Linked DNA regions of Mus musculus: all the other regions are linked to region 2. A link is a contact called in public promoter capture Hi-C data. All regions are on one chromosome and are shown on one strand. The core of a region is the stretch at or near the end of the contact, and the rest is flanking DNA. Distances in the headings are between cores, read along the strand shown.

What was found. Promoter capture Hi-C pulls out the DNA fragments that hold promoters and counts their contacts.
Region 1: a contact with region 2 is called in a promoter capture Hi-C map of embryonic stem cells, with 4 times the contacts expected there. The contact joins the promoter of Mfsd6l here to the promoter of Stx8 in region 2. A contact is called at or near these places in 19 of 39 promoter capture datasets (the 3T3-L1 cell line, 3T3-L1-derived adipocytes, the C10 cell line and 11 more), 3 of 15 datasets of contacts at CTCF or cohesin (embryonic stem cells, large pre-B cells and pro-B cells), 6 of 484 Hi-C or Micro-C datasets (embryonic fibroblasts, embryonic stem cells, myocytes and 2 more), 3 of 115 datasets of contacts at active chromatin or transcription factors (astrocytes, embryonic basal ganglia and embryonic forebrain) and 2 of 9 other capture datasets (embryonic stem cells and liver).
Region 3: a contact with region 2 is called in a promoter capture Hi-C map of liver, with 2.6 times the contacts expected there. The contact joins the promoter of Myh10 here to the promoter of Stx8 in region 2. A contact is called at or near these places in 11 of 39 promoter capture datasets (the 3T3-L1 cell line, the SN4741 cell line, cranial neural crest and 6 more), 1 of 15 datasets of contacts at CTCF or cohesin (the NIH/3T3 cell line), 1 of 484 Hi-C or Micro-C datasets (embryonic stem cells) and 7 of 115 datasets of contacts at active chromatin or transcription factors (astrocytes, embryonic forebrain, embryonic midbrain and 4 more).
Region 4: a promoter capture Hi-C map of pre-B cells shows a contact between it and region 2, with 7 times the contacts expected there. The contact joins the enhancer-like site here to the promoter of Stx8 in region 2. A contact is called at or near these places in 10 of 39 promoter capture datasets (the 3T3-L1 cell line, 3T3-L1-derived adipocytes, the C10 cell line and 6 more), 2 of 484 Hi-C or Micro-C datasets (cortical neurons and embryonic stem cells), 2 of 115 datasets of contacts at active chromatin or transcription factors (astrocytes and pro-B cells) and 1 of 9 other capture datasets (embryonic stem cells).
Region 5: a promoter capture Hi-C map of hippocampal neurons shows a contact between it and region 2, with 2.6 times the contacts expected there. The contact joins the enhancer-like site here to the promoter of Stx8 in region 2. A contact is called at or near these places in 7 of 39 promoter capture datasets (the HPC-7 cell line, cranial neural crest, embryonic stem cells and 4 more) and 1 of 115 datasets of contacts at active chromatin or transcription factors (large pre-B cells).

Annotation. Positions count from the first base shown.
Region 1 is chr11:68,554,843-68,557,542 of GRCm38.p6, reverse strand. Mfsd6l (major facilitator superfamily domain containing 6-like) reads right to left here and starts at 1,357. Exons shown (of 1, transcript NM_146004.1): 1 at 1-1,357. The coding sequence starts at 1,218.
Region 2 is chr11:67,965,091-67,967,790 of GRCm38.p6, reverse strand. Stx8 (syntaxin 8) reads right to left here and starts at 1,333. Exons shown (of 8, transcript NM_018768.3): 1 at 1,274-1,333. The coding sequence starts at 1,290. It overlaps Cfap52 (cilia and flagella associated protein 52), which reads left to right and starts at 2,149. Exons shown (of 14, transcript NM_027963.2): 1 at 2,149-2,269. The coding sequence starts at 2,200.
Region 3 is chr11:68,690,485-68,693,184 of GRCm38.p6, reverse strand. It overlaps Myh10 (myosin, heavy polypeptide 10, non-muscle), which reads right to left and starts at 1,270. Exons shown (of 41, transcript NM_175260.2): 1 at 1,003-1,270.
Region 4 is chr11:68,718,029-68,720,728 of GRCm38.p6, reverse strand. The region is part of intron 2 of Myh10 (myosin, heavy polypeptide 10, non-muscle); the gene reads right to left. Among named protein-coding and RNA genes, the nearest start is that of Myh10, 27 kb to the right of the region's middle. Within about 2 kb of position 1,433, at least 33 of the 459 cell types and tissues checked have an H3K27ac peak or open chromatin away from gene starts, as enhancers often do. A contact at or near this core is called in pre-B cells and pro-B cells, where this site is marked.
Region 5 is chr11:68,532,904-68,535,603 of GRCm38.p6, reverse strand. Pik3r6 (phosphoinositide-3-kinase regulatory subunit 5) reads right to left here. Exons shown (of 20, transcript NM_001081566.2): 11 at 1,724-2,138; 12 at 1,321-1,411. Among named protein-coding and RNA genes, the nearest start is that of Mfsd6l, 22 kb to the left of the region's middle. Within about 2 kb of position 1,408, at least 13 of the 459 cell types and tissues checked have an H3K27ac peak or open chromatin away from gene starts, as enhancers often do. A contact at or near this core is called in hippocampal neurons, where this site is marked.

The sequences.
Region 1 (2,700 bases), core at 108-2,607, 590 kb before region 2:
GAGAGCCACTGAGAAACCCATCACCAGCTCACTGCTGCCGTGGTCCTTCATGTGCCAGAACAGAAAGTCCTGCACAGTGCTGGCAGTGGCTCCTATCCAAAAGACAGTGAAGGCCAGGAGGATGAGGCGGGAGTCACCCCTTATGAGGGACAGAGCTTTGATGGCTTTGTAGCTGGGCCCCTGTTGCTGGTCTATGGGAACAGGAAAGGCAGTGCTCACTGCTAAGGCCAGGGTACTGACCAGCGAGTAGCTGTAGAAATAAATCACGCCCTGAGGACCATTGGCCACGAGGAGGCATTCCAGATGCCCCACCAAGGCTGCGATGCCACACACACCTGCTGATACACCTAACAGTTTCCACACCCACAGGTCTCTGTTCCGATCAGTGGCGTCTACGAAATCCAGGTATTCATAAAGACTGTCATCCGCCACCTGCTCCAGAGGGGCTGCCAGGAGTTCCCAGAATACAACAACTCCCAAGGAGAGGATGAAAGTCCACGGTGACCCTTTCGAGGAGTGATCAGGGGTCTGGGTGTCCCCCTGGGGCTTTGACAAGTTGACGGGACCTCCAAGAGCTGTACTTCCAGGAAGTAGATTCAGGGTAACATTGCCTACCTCAAAAGTCCCTTTCTGGGAATTATCTCTCAACCCAGAAGTGACAAGATGGAGGCCTTGTGTAGTGGTCCTGGCTCCTTCAACAGAGCCCACTAAATAGGTCTGCAGACCGCTAAATGTTCCTTCAGATCCATTTGGAAAGCCAGAAGTGTCCAGGGCTCTGGTGTGCCTGCTGCCTGGGAGGTTGGGTGCTCCAGACCCCTGGGTAGGGGTCATGATCACAGTTTGTGTGACCCCCAGCGGTAAGATAGTGGTGGCCACTCTACTGCTTCCATTACAAAAGTGGTTGACCAGATTTCTGTCCACCGGTGGGACGAGGACCATCAGGAGGCTGGCGCCTGCGGAGCTCAGCAATGAGCCAGTCAAAAACATTCTCCTTTTCTGGTAGCGTTTGGCCAGGAAGGCACAGAAGGGAATCCAGCAGGTAGCGATCAGGTGCTTGGTTCCCATGAGGATGCCCACCAAGGGCGCGGCCACACCCAGTTGCCTCAGGTAGAGGGTCAGGAACGGAGTCACACAGGCATCCCGGACTCCGCACACCAAGTGGAAGAGCCTGGCCACCCGTAGTGCCCTGGGGACGTCCCATTGCGGGTTGGGGCTCATGGTTACGGGATTCTGCCAGACCCGGAAGGACACAGGACTAAGTTAGATGCGGGGCGCGCGGCGCTCCATATCCTGGGAAGGGAGAATCGCTGGCTCAGGGTTCCGAGCAAGCCAAACTGCGTCACCTCCAGTCACCTAGCCAACGGCTATTTGCCCCCATGTCCGGCCACCCTCCCGGAAGTGGCCCCGCCCCAAGAGAGAGACGCGGCGGGGGCGGAGCCCACGCACCTGTTGACTGTACCTGCTGCACCTGTTGTACCTGCGCCTCACCTGCGCCACCTAATGGATGACGGACGCCCTGTGGTTTGCTGGGCGCGTTCTGACCACAGGTGCTGCTGGGCGCCTGGACTGCCTCAGGCCTGAGAAACTGACAGGGTCAGGATGGGGATGTGTCCGGGAAGAGAAGAATGAAGTGAACATCTGCACATCTCTGGTCCTCACACATCCCTCGTCCTCAGGTCTGTATTCATAGGCCCACTGGTCAGTGGCGATCTACAGAGTTGGTCCTGTTGATTGTAAGTGAAATCCCAATTCTGTCTGGCCATCACCAGAGGACTCAGACTTCCCCTCCTTGGCTTGCACTTTTGTCAATAATCTCTCTGTTCACCCAGAAAGGCATTTATATATATATATATTCAATCCTGGTAGCACCTCACAGTCCCAGGCAGTATGTACACAATGTACACACTCAATAGAATGCTGTTGCCTGCCCTGTTTAGGAATGCACTCCAGAGATTCTTAGCTGGCTTTGAACCTCAGTAGAGGAACCTCAGTAGAGGAACCTCAGTAGAGGAAGTGAATACAGATACTTAAAAATTGCAGGTCAAAAGAAATAGTTTATTAGCCAAGTAAAGGTTTCCACACATGAATTCAGTGGCATCCAGGTCATGAGAAATGGCTCCAGATTTTTTTCTCTCCCCAGAGGCATTTCCTCTCTCAACTGAACTAAGATTCGAGCCCTTGAAATCATGGGGGGGGGGGGGGGGAGGAGGTGTACCATAGGCTTTCCTCCAGAATGGCCAACTATCCAGCTACAGATGCGGGAATTATTTGTTCTCAGACCTAGGGTCTCCATCTCTACCACTGAGCTGTATCCCAGCTCTGATTTGGTCCATTCATTTTTCATTCAAGGCTTGCTCAATGCACCTAATTTGGCCGTGGATTGGAGAGTGGGGGGTGTTTGCCAGCCAATATGTATGTGTAGCTAAATTTGAAATGGTAATTTCTCAGGAGACGGGTAGACAGCTAAGGTCCTCCGCACTTTCTCTTACCATATGGCTGACAGACTCTCACTGATACTTAGAACCTAAGGATTAAAACGTTATTAAATTAAAATTTAAAAACTAAGAGTTGCTAGCTGGGTATGGTGACGCATGCCTGAGTCTAACACTTGAGGGATGGAGGCAGGGGGATCAGGAGTTCATCATCAGCCTCAGCTAGCTTTTTTGAGGTGAGACCTTGTTTACAAAACTGAGCAAAAAG
Region 2 (2,700 bases), core at 84-2,583:
GGGGACCAAACCCAGGGTGTCTTGCGTGTGCTAAACAATCGTTCTACAACCGGGCTAAAATTTGAAATAAGTTATGTACACTCAGATGATGCACTGATACACATTAAAAATCATGTTTTTAAGACTACCTTTTAAGGACATGGAGAAATGCTCCCTCCCTGCTTTGTAAAATACAAGCAGGATATAGATCCAAACAATAAATGCATTGGAAAAAAAGGTGAGCACTGATTGCTTCCGAGGGATAGGGGTGCTTTTTACTCCCTTCAGATACTCAGCAGTCTCTCAATTTTCTACCAGGGGTGTATACAATAGTTAAAACTTTAGGACAAAATTCAGCACTTGGCTGGGCTTGGTAGCAGAGCCACCATTTTGGAGACTGAAGCAAAAGGGTCAGGGATTCAAGATCAACTTGGGCTCCCCGAGACACTGAAAAACAAACCAACAACAAACAATTCAGCAACTGGCCCAAATAGCCTAGATCCCAGATAACTCTAATTCTGACCTTGGGATCCACTCTCTTAATATTCAAATTTATCTGCCATCAAACAACTACAAATTGTACCGGAAACACCACCATAAGGCATATTCTCCAACACAAACTTTATAGGAATGCAGTGTTATAAATTATTCATCAGGAAGGTCAGGACTTTATAGCAATTTGTTCCTTGTACAAAGATGTTTTTCATCATTCTCTCCTTGGGGTCTCTTTGCTGAATAAATGGACCTTATCAGGCACTTCCTACTTCGTGCTGACATAAGTCTTCATGCTACTGATGCAGGAAAAGTGCAAAATTTCCCCTCCCAATGTCCTACAAGTTTTCTGTGAAAAGCCCATAGCACCCGTGCCCAACTAGCTACTAACTGGTGACCATGGAGTGTGAACTTCAGTTTATAACCTTTCTGGGGATTACTGGGTGAAGGGATACCCCACCAAAAGGTTATTTTGACCTCACTTTTACAGGAGCCTGGGGAAGTCTATGCATGCAGTCAGCCACAAGCATGATGGGCAAGAAGCCCCAGAAAAGGGGGGCAAATATTCGATTGCTCAAGTCCCAGCTCCCCCAGGTCATAGCCTACCCTAGGACCACAGAGTTAGCACCGAGTAGGCAGTACGTGGCTGAGTCCCCTCAACAGGGGGAGGATTCTCGCTGATCTTCATCCCTAAGGCCGCCAGCCTCAAGCTCAAAGATGGGCAGGGTCTCTGCCAGTCCCTGGAAGCCAGTTCCACCCCCAAGTTAATCCCCATACTCTGCTGCCATCACCGGCAACTCACCAGGGGTCCGGGGCCATGGTGCAGTCTCCGCCCGCAGCTGGGACACTTCCTGCTCGTAGCAGCTGACTACGGCGGCCCGTGCGGCTCATTCCCCGCAGTTCGGAGAGTGCGCGACCCGAGCCCAGAGTTTGCAAAGTGAAACCTGTTTTAATTGACCTCAGAACGACGTCCCCGCTACCCAGAGCGCACCCCTAAGGGAGTGGGTAGCAAGAATCTATTTTTGTTAATTCACATGAATTGCTGGACGCAAGAAAAATAGTTAAATTGTTGAGCAGAATCAAAACATTTTCCCAGGGAATGGAAACGCGTCAACCCCGGCTCTCTGTATTTTTCTTCTTAATTCAAAACAGCAAGACAAGCTGGGTGTGATAACTCAAGCCTGGAATTCCAGCACTTGGATGGCTGAGGCAGGAAATATACATACAGGCAACATATGTACCATACATGCATGAATACATACATACATACATACATACATAAAAATAGTTGCATACTGTACTAAAACGTTTTTAGTGATTTTTTTAAATTTTTCTTTTAAAAAGAAGTATCAATGCCATGTTTTTTATAGCAACCTATTCATCATAGGCAATTCTCTGTGCTCAATTATTCTGTGTTCAATTATTTTTAATAATCATCACGAGGGGCTTAATTGTATAGTTTTTAAAAAGTCACAGACCTGTACACGGGAGAGGAGGAAATTTACCTTGTGCACTTAGCGTCAACCTACCACCTACATTTCCAGAATGGATAAAATACATACTAAGGAAGTCCTCCCAACATTTGCAAGAGGGGAAATCAACTCAAACACAGTGGGCTGGGTTTCTGCTCCTGCATGAACCTAGCACGCATGCGTGCGCCAGTTACCATGACGACCAGGAGACGCTGCACCCTGGAGTTGAAGAATCAATGAGCTGAAACTCTCCAGGATGGAAGAACAAGTTTTACCCGAGCTGGATGTAGCAGAACTGGAGCTTCAGGCTGTGATCGGCTTCAATGGTGAGACCTTGAGCAACCATGATTTGATGCCTCAGGGACAGTGAGACGCTGACCTGGTAGCGCCTGAGAGGCAGTGGGAATAGCGGCAAGAGTGTGGCCAGGCACCACCCGCCCCAGGATGGTGGCAGATCTGGGCCTCATTCCTGAGCCTCAGGAACTGGCATGGGTGTAAGAGCTCAGATAAAGCTCCTCCAGAGACCAAATGAGCCTAACTCGGTAGGAGTATGAATAAGGGTCTTTCCCAAAGTAAGAACTCAAAGGTTTAAGACCAGGATAGAAGGGAAGTAGGACATTAAGGGAGAAACCTTTTTAATTCTGGAGGGGCCTTCTTGTGGTGCTCACACTTTATTTGTGACTGTCGTGGTAAATATTGAGAGAGAAATGCTGTGATTGGGGGTCGTGTTTGGCGTGTAGCGAAAAGGCAAGGAGTT
Region 3 (2,700 bases), core at 21-2,520, 730 kb before region 2:
CCACCAAAGGCCCACAAAGCCCCGCCAACGCCAAGGACTCCACAGCTTCAACTTCCCTCCGACCCAAATCCACTTCGATTTTATAGGATCAGAGTATGACACCCTAACTACAGAAGGCTAGGGAGAGATTCTGCGGCGAGCCATTACCAGATCACTTACACAATAAAGCGATCCAGAGGCGACGGCTGACCCTCCCCCCGGCCGCTCCGCTACAACGCGCCCGGGCCACATTTCCCGCCTCGTTCTCCCCAACGGCCCAGGCCTCGCCCGGTGTCCACCTCCCGGTCCACCACGGTCCCCAGCGAGCGTGGCATGAGGTCTAGCTCCAGCCCTCCTTCCCGAGACCAGCTCTGGAGCCTCTCATCCGTCGCATGCTCCCAAGACCATGCAGTTTCAGGCCACTGGTCCCTAAACCGCACAGATCCAGGGTCCGCCTTCTGAGTCTTCGGAGAACCTTTCAGTCGCACCCGGGGAAATCTAACTCCACCTAACCCACGGTGCAACCCACCCAGGGTCCCCTTTCCTTCCTGGGCCCCCAGCACCAAGATCACATCCCAGGACTCAGTCCTCTCCTAAAAGGAGATAGACACGCCGGGCGCCTCCGGCCTCTTATTAGGGCACTCACCTCCCAACCCCACGCTTCCAGGGATCCAATGCAACCAGGAGTTGGTCCCTACATCCCCATCCCCAGATCTCCATTCTCATCCCTTTCAAGAGTCGTCCTCACGTATGACCTGGCCCTGATCCATGAAGAGGTCTCATTCTCAAGGACCCCATTTCCCACCCCTCCAGGGGTCTCTTCATCTCCATACACTGGGGTCTCGTCATCTCCACAAGCTCCGCTCTCCACTGCCCAGTCTCCCTTTCCCAGCTCCCGCCTGGGCTCCGTCTCTGTGCTCCAGGCTCGCCCAGTTCCCCAGCCCCGGTTCCTCCCCTCCTGTTCCCTCAACCGTCCCCACTCCCGGAACGCCGCACTCGGACCCGGGCAACTGCTCGTCTCACCTTCAGCCGAAGATGGTGGCGCCGGCACACGTCCCCAGCAGCGACCACAGATCCAGCGTCTCAATTCCAAACCCACCGCTGCCTCCGCCGGGCTCCTTTAGCACTGCTGCTCGCGCCTGCCCCACCCACTCCCACCCTCATTGGGCCATCTCCACGCCCATCACTGCCGCCCCCAGACCCACTGGTCGGTTTGCGCGCCCATCTCCCAGGAAAGACGTTAGCAACCCGAACGAAGCTACCTTCCCAAGTCCCGCTCCCTCCACCCACCTGGAATGATGCTCATTGGCTCCCGCTCCCGACCTAGACCCACAGACTCCCAATCTCATAGGCTGCTACTCACGCCTGTCAGAGACTCCGGGAGGTGCGGCCGGGGCAGTGGCGGGTGATTGGCTGACTCTGGAGGGAGATGGACAGCTGAAACTAGGAGCCTGGCGATCCCGCGAGGCAGAGATCGCCGATCTTGTTGGGGTGTGCGCGCTGCGCTAGTCAGGGCTGGGTGGACAGTGGGGCAGGTGTACCGCAGCACAAGTCACCAGCTCCCACTGGTCACGTCTCTCTATTGCGTCGGGCCGCCGCTGCAACCCACTCGAGCGTTCTGCGGCCCGTAGGCTTGCCGCAGCCACTGGGTCCCTCAGCGGGACCGGCTTTCGCCGAGGAATCGCCAGCTCCCGGAGCTGCCTGCAGGGGCGGGGCCGGAGCGCGGTCCTGAGGCCTGACGTCACCCTGGAGCTTCAGTGGGTGGGAGCCGCTGCTTGCGGCTCACCTGCAGTGGGGGAGGGGAGCCTCTCGGGCTGGGCGCTAAAGCTCTGTCCTGACCGGGCTGCAACCCTGTGGCGGCCGGAGTCCCCCCTTACTGATGCTTCCTTCCTCTCGTGACCCGCCGCAGTTGGATGTTTGCTTGCTCTGCCTCTTAGGCAGGGCTGAGATTCCAAAAATACGAGAAGCAAACGGGCCTGGCAGAGAAGACCAGAGAGCGACTTCATTTGTTCACTCACTCATTCATTCCAGCTCTCTATGGAAGAGGAACTGGGTAGGGCTTGCAGGATTCCTGTGCTGTTGTCATAGCCCCTAGGGCTAAAGAACCAGTGGTTCAAGTGCCTTAGAAAGGTTCATGGACCTCAGGTGGGAGTGGGCTTCCAAAATAAGGAAACTGGAAAATTGAAGTTAAAAAAAAAATGTAATGAAATGTCTGCAGAATCTAGTCAACTCTTAATTATACATGTATAAATATAATAAAGTAAAAAAATCACAAGAGCCAAATGGATTATTGTTCTTATAAAAAGATAAATATAAAATACTTTATTTTAAAACTGCCTCAGGATTTTATGTATTTAGTATTGTATATATGTGTGTGTTTTAATGGATACTTTGTAAATGCCTGAGAAACTTCTAGACTGATTTTTTTTTTTAAAGTGAGAAAAAAAATGAAAACAAGGCAGGAAGTGATAAGAAAGGGTTGGTGGAATTCAGAGAAATCTCCAAGGCAGCTGAATGCAGAGCCCTTCCGGGGGAAGTGAGAATTCTTTGTCCTTTGTCCAGGTGCATCTGGTCTCCAACCCCACATGCCCACTAGGGTGGCTGCCCCCTTCCAGGTGTCTTGTGACTTTGGCACTACATGAAGAGTTCTATCCTTGTGAAGTCTACCGAGGAAGTATAAGTTAGTATAACGTGTCAATGATAGCCCTCTTATAAACGTTT
Region 4 (2,700 bases), core at 184-2,683, 750 kb before region 2:
ATAATGCCAAGCAAGAATACTCCCAACTTATCTGAAATGTGATTAAAATATCCCTTTAAAATGTTCTTTGTAGAGTTGTTTAATCCTAGGGGTTTGAATGTTTTGCTTGCACATTTGTATACACGCCATGTGGATTCCTGGTGCCCATGGAGGTCAGAAAAGGGCATCAGATCCCTTGGAACTACAGTTAAGATGGTTGTGGGCAAATCACAATGGATGCTGGAAATCAAACCAGAAGAGCAACAAATGCTCTACACTGCGGAGCCCCCAAATTCTCAAACATCTGCATAAAGCCAAATTTCTTTCAAGTAACTTCACAAAAAATAGAATACAGAAGCAAATATGAGAATCCAACTCTTTTGCTAAGATATTGAAGGAATTTACAAAAAAAGAAAAAAAAGTATTTACTTTGCAGCTCTTTTGGTATTAAAATTTTTTCATAAAAAATAACTTAACTTTATATGGGTTTATCACTTTAAAATGTGATAATAAACATTGAGTTTTGTACTTTTAAGTATGGTAAACATTGTCACAATAACCCAAATGCTCCTCAGTAATCTATGGCCTGGATTACAAGACTTCAGGAAACCTTCCTGACCACATGGTAGCCTTCATTCAGAAATGACAGTAGGGCTGAAGAGATGGCTCAGCGACTAAGAGCACTGGCTGCTCTTGCAGAAGACCTAGGTTCAATTCGAAGTACCCACGTGGTGACTCACAACCATCTATAACTCTAGTCCCAGAGGATCTGATGCCCTCTCTGAAGTCCTTCCTCAGGCACTCAGCCCACACGTGGTGTACATAAATACCATCAGGCAAAATACTCTCCACATGAAATAATAAAATAGCATACATTTCAGAAAAGAAGAAAAAATGGCATGCTAGACACTTCTCTTCATCTTTTCAGACCGACTTCTGACAATATTCTATAAAACTCACTACTGAAAAAAACAAAGATAGGGAAACCTGCTGGCTCCAGATATGTTCCCTGCTCCAGATGTGCCAGGCCACTGGGGACTGTGGCATTTGGAAAGGACACTCTTTTTGGCTGTATATGAGACAGACCTTTTAGTTGGTTAGCCCAAATAACCAGCAACATGATGCTACAAAGAGCCAGAGAGATGAGTAAGTGGTTAAGAGCACTTGCTGCTCTTGAAGAGAGACTCTTCCAGTTCTCAGCGCCCACATAACAGCTCACAACGGTCTGTCACTCCAGTCCCAGGGGATCTAACACCCTCTTCTGGCCTCCACGGCACCAGGCAAGCACATGGTGCACACGCATAAAACACACAGCCAAAACACTCATACACATAAAATAAAGACACACAAATCTCTTAAAGAAGATGGGGGTGGCTGGCAGATTAGGAGTGTTGCTGAAGCTCTGTGGCCAGCTCCCCTGGGACAGCTGAGGGGACTGTAATGAACAGCTGTGTTCATAAGGCCTGAATCCTTGGCAATTGCTGCAGAAAGCCCTCTAGGGACCACTCTGCTTTGAATGCAGCAGTTACTAATTCTAAAACAAGAGGAAAGCTTGCCAAGACAATCCAAGTGACCAGACCATCTCTGTCACTGCTCTCTGGCTTTCCTTGAGGCTCTAATGCACTCTCAGAAGTGGGAAGCCAGTGAGATGGCCCCTGACTAGAGGCCACTGGTGTGACTTCATCTGACCTTATGTGGTTGCCTGAGACTGGATGGATCCATGGCTTGCCACTCTTGCTACCTCAGACTCCTGGCCTTGTTTGCCTAGACTCCGGCAACTTTAGCTTGCTCCTGGCCTTCCCAGACCACCCTCTTCCACTTTCTTCCAGGCAAGTCTTCCAATAATTAATCCAGTCTCAGACGACAAAAAACAAGCAAAGATAATAAAAATGACTTTACAGCAACAGAATAGCTACTGCACTATGAGGTGACTTTAGACCATGTATTCCAAAAAGCTGGAAGGAATTATGAGTATGACACATGTTTGTGATAGCTACAGTTGACATACACAAAGTATGCATAGATGGAAACATCATTGTGCTTTTAAAGTGTCCACTACAAAATAGACTTAATTTTATAAGTATTTTATTAAGGATGAACAAAGGAAGTCAAACTCAATTGTTAATGGGTTTATGTTATAACAGTAATAAGTTATAACCACATATTAATGAATTCTTAAATACAACATAATTTTTCAGTCAAAAGTTAGGTCATAGCCTGGCAAGATACTACAGCATCTGCACTTCAGGGGGTTTTGTTGTTGTTGTTATTGTTTTGTTTTGTTTTTATACAGGGTTTCTCTGTGTAGCCCTGGTTGTCCTGGACTTGCTTTGTAGACCAGGCTGGCCTTGAACTCATAGAAATCCACCTGCCTCTGCCTCTGCCTCTGCCTCTGCCTCTGCCTCTGCCTCCCAAGTGCTTGGAATTTAAGGCGTGCGCCACTGCATGTGGCCTTGCACTTTATGTTTTTAAGAGGTAAATAATTATAGAATGAAAAACAACAAAACCTTCAAAACTAAAATACACAAATCAGGAGCCACACTCTGCACTGTGGCTGGCAGAGGTAAGCCATTGGAACAGGACACATATTTAATCAGAACCAAGTCCAACATGTCTTAGGCAGTTTTCTGAGGACAAGGATTACAAAGTCTCACAAATATGAATTAAGTCATCAGAAAGAAAACATTAAATAATCATTAGCATCTCATGCTTGCCAAGGAC
Region 5 (2,700 bases), core at 159-2,658, 570 kb before region 2:
AATGAACTCTGGTCATCTGCCTCATACTTTCTCTCCTGTAGAGGGAAAGGACCGCGGAGGCAAAGTCTCTCATCAAAGAATTTCAGCATCCCTGTCAACTCCACTATGAAGACCTAAAGAGACAATATCTCCTTTTCTCAAAAAAAAAAAAAAAAATCTCAAGCAAAGATGTTAAAACATGTCAGGCAGTGACATGGCGCACACCTTTAATCCCAGCACTTGGAAGGCAGAGGCAGAGGATCTCTGAGTTCGAGGCCAGCCTGGTCTGCACAGTAAGTTTCAGAACAGCTAGAGATACATAGAGAAACCCTGTATCAATATAACAAAAACAAACAACTCTCCCAAAATATTAAAACAACAAATGGACCATGCTTCCTTAGGGCCAGAATGTGTGGCCTTGAGTTTAACTGCGTGTTGCCCGTGGTGACCTGTGCTGACTGCCTCTCTCAACTCTGAAAGGGGTATTCTCTCTCAGAGACATTCTTTAGAATATACCAGAGGACATTCTTTAGGATAAGTAAAACCACTCTTTTTTTTTTTTAACATTACATGATATTTTGTTCCATGTTTTAAGTTGGTTGTAAACTACATCCTTTGAGCAAGATAGTAAAACCTTGACTATAGGCATCGTTAAAGTAGGCTCTTGCAAAGCCTTGGGTGAGTGGCATCTTTTCCTTTAGTCTCTCCTCACCCTGTCTCTTTCTCCCTTCCTCTTCTCTCTCTGTGTCCGTGTGTCTCTGTCTGTGTGTCTCTGTCTCTCTCTGTCTCTCTGTCTCTGTCTCTCTTTTTCTCTCTCTCTGTCTCTGTCTCTCCTGAAGCATGCGCTTTCTCATCTCTATTTTTTTAATAAACTCACTAACCCTGCTCCTTCCTGGCTCATCCTTGTTTGTTTGTTTGTTTTTTCGAGACAGGGTTTCTCTGTGTAGCCTTGGCTGTGCTGGAACTCATTCTGTAGACCAGGCTGGCCTCGAACTCAGAAATCCGCCTGCCTCTGCCTCCTGAGTGCTCTGGCTCATCCTTAATCTCCTCTCTGGTGTGGTCAAGGTCTTCCGGTTACTGATCAGCACTGACAGTTTTGTAGAGGCAGCTGAGCAGAGGAGAGGCTACTGTGACAAAGCCTGAGTCTTGGCTTCTGATCTGGAAGACACCCCACCCCACCCCAATTTCTCTCAACTCTGCAGTCTAAGGCAATGGTTCTGGTCCCTGAGTCTGGGAGCCAGGCTGCCAGTGGGTCCCCACCTCTCCCTCTCTTCTCTGATGAGACCTCTGCACTTGACCCCTCCACTCCTTTTCCTTGGTCCCTTTGGCCCCAACCCTCACCTGTCCAGTCACCTGAGGCGCCAGCACAGGGATATAGTAGAGCTGTAGGCTGAGTCTAGGAGTGAGGCAGAACTTCTTGGTCTCCCGTTTCCTAGCAACAGACAGCACGGTAGGTGGGTAAGAGCTGAGGGCTGGATGTTGGCATCAAATAGTCTTGGCGTTGCCATTTTTCATGTGCTGACTTTGGGCAATTTATACTATCTTTCTGAGCCCGTTTACCAGTTTACAAAATGGAAACAGTAGACATTTCCTGTCAAGCTGATGGCTGGGCACTGGGGATACTCTACAATGTCCTTCATTACCCTCCCGTGCCTTTTCTCTTGTCCCTCTAATACCCATCATCTAATACTTCATCAGCCCATCCCAGAAGCACCCATACCACAGTCCCTCCTTAGGGTCCTACCTGAGTCTGTAGTAAGCCTGGGCCAAGCGCCCTAGCATCCTGTCATCCCCCAGAACGAGCACGCGGGCGGTATGCACCCGAGAGACTCCAGGTAGCAGCTCCCCGTCCCCACTAGGCCTGCCAGTCCTCCGATGCAACCCCGGGGGCCCATCCCAGCTGCCAGGCATGAAGAAGTCAGGGGGCCACACACGCTTCTTGATGCCCCCCTTGCGTTGAAGGGCGGCCCGCTCCATCTCAGAGCTGCTGGGGTCCGGAAGCTCATCGCTCCCCAAAGGGAGGTCCCGCTCAATTCCACTGTCGGTGGACACCCGGGCCAAGTCCCGGTCTAGCCTAAATCCTTGTAGATCCAAGGCATCCAGATCAGCACTGAGGCGCAGCTGCGAGCGTGGGCGGAGGAAGAGTACCAGTTCCTTCCCTGGGACAGGAGAACAGGGAGCATGAGGATGGCAAAGACACCTGAAGTTGAGAGGACAGGACTCCTGTTTCTCAAATACTGTCCATATGAACAGAACCCCCATGGGATGCTCCACAAAGGCCACCACAGTCCTTTAGTCATTACTGTTTCCTCCCATTGAGGCTACTCAGTAAATCTATTTCTTCTTTTGTTTTTCTTTCTTTTGTTTTGTTTTTATTTATTTGTCTTTTTTTTTTTTTTTTTTGAGATAGGATCACTATGTAGGATCCTGGCAATCCTGGAATTCTCCACGTAGCTCAGGATGGCCTTGAACTCCCGGAGATCTGCCTGTCACAGCCTCCTGAATATAGAGATTAAAGGTGTGCACCACCACACCCAGCCAATCAGTAAACATATTAAAATCCCTGAGAACTCCAGTACTAGAGAAGATGGTGCTTAACCCAGCACCTCCCACATTTAGCTGACCTTGGGTCCCTTCCAACACCCCACTTCCTGTAGCTTGCTCTGGGACACAGATAGCAGGCCACCAGCTCCAGGGACGACTTGCAGGGTTTCCAGTTTA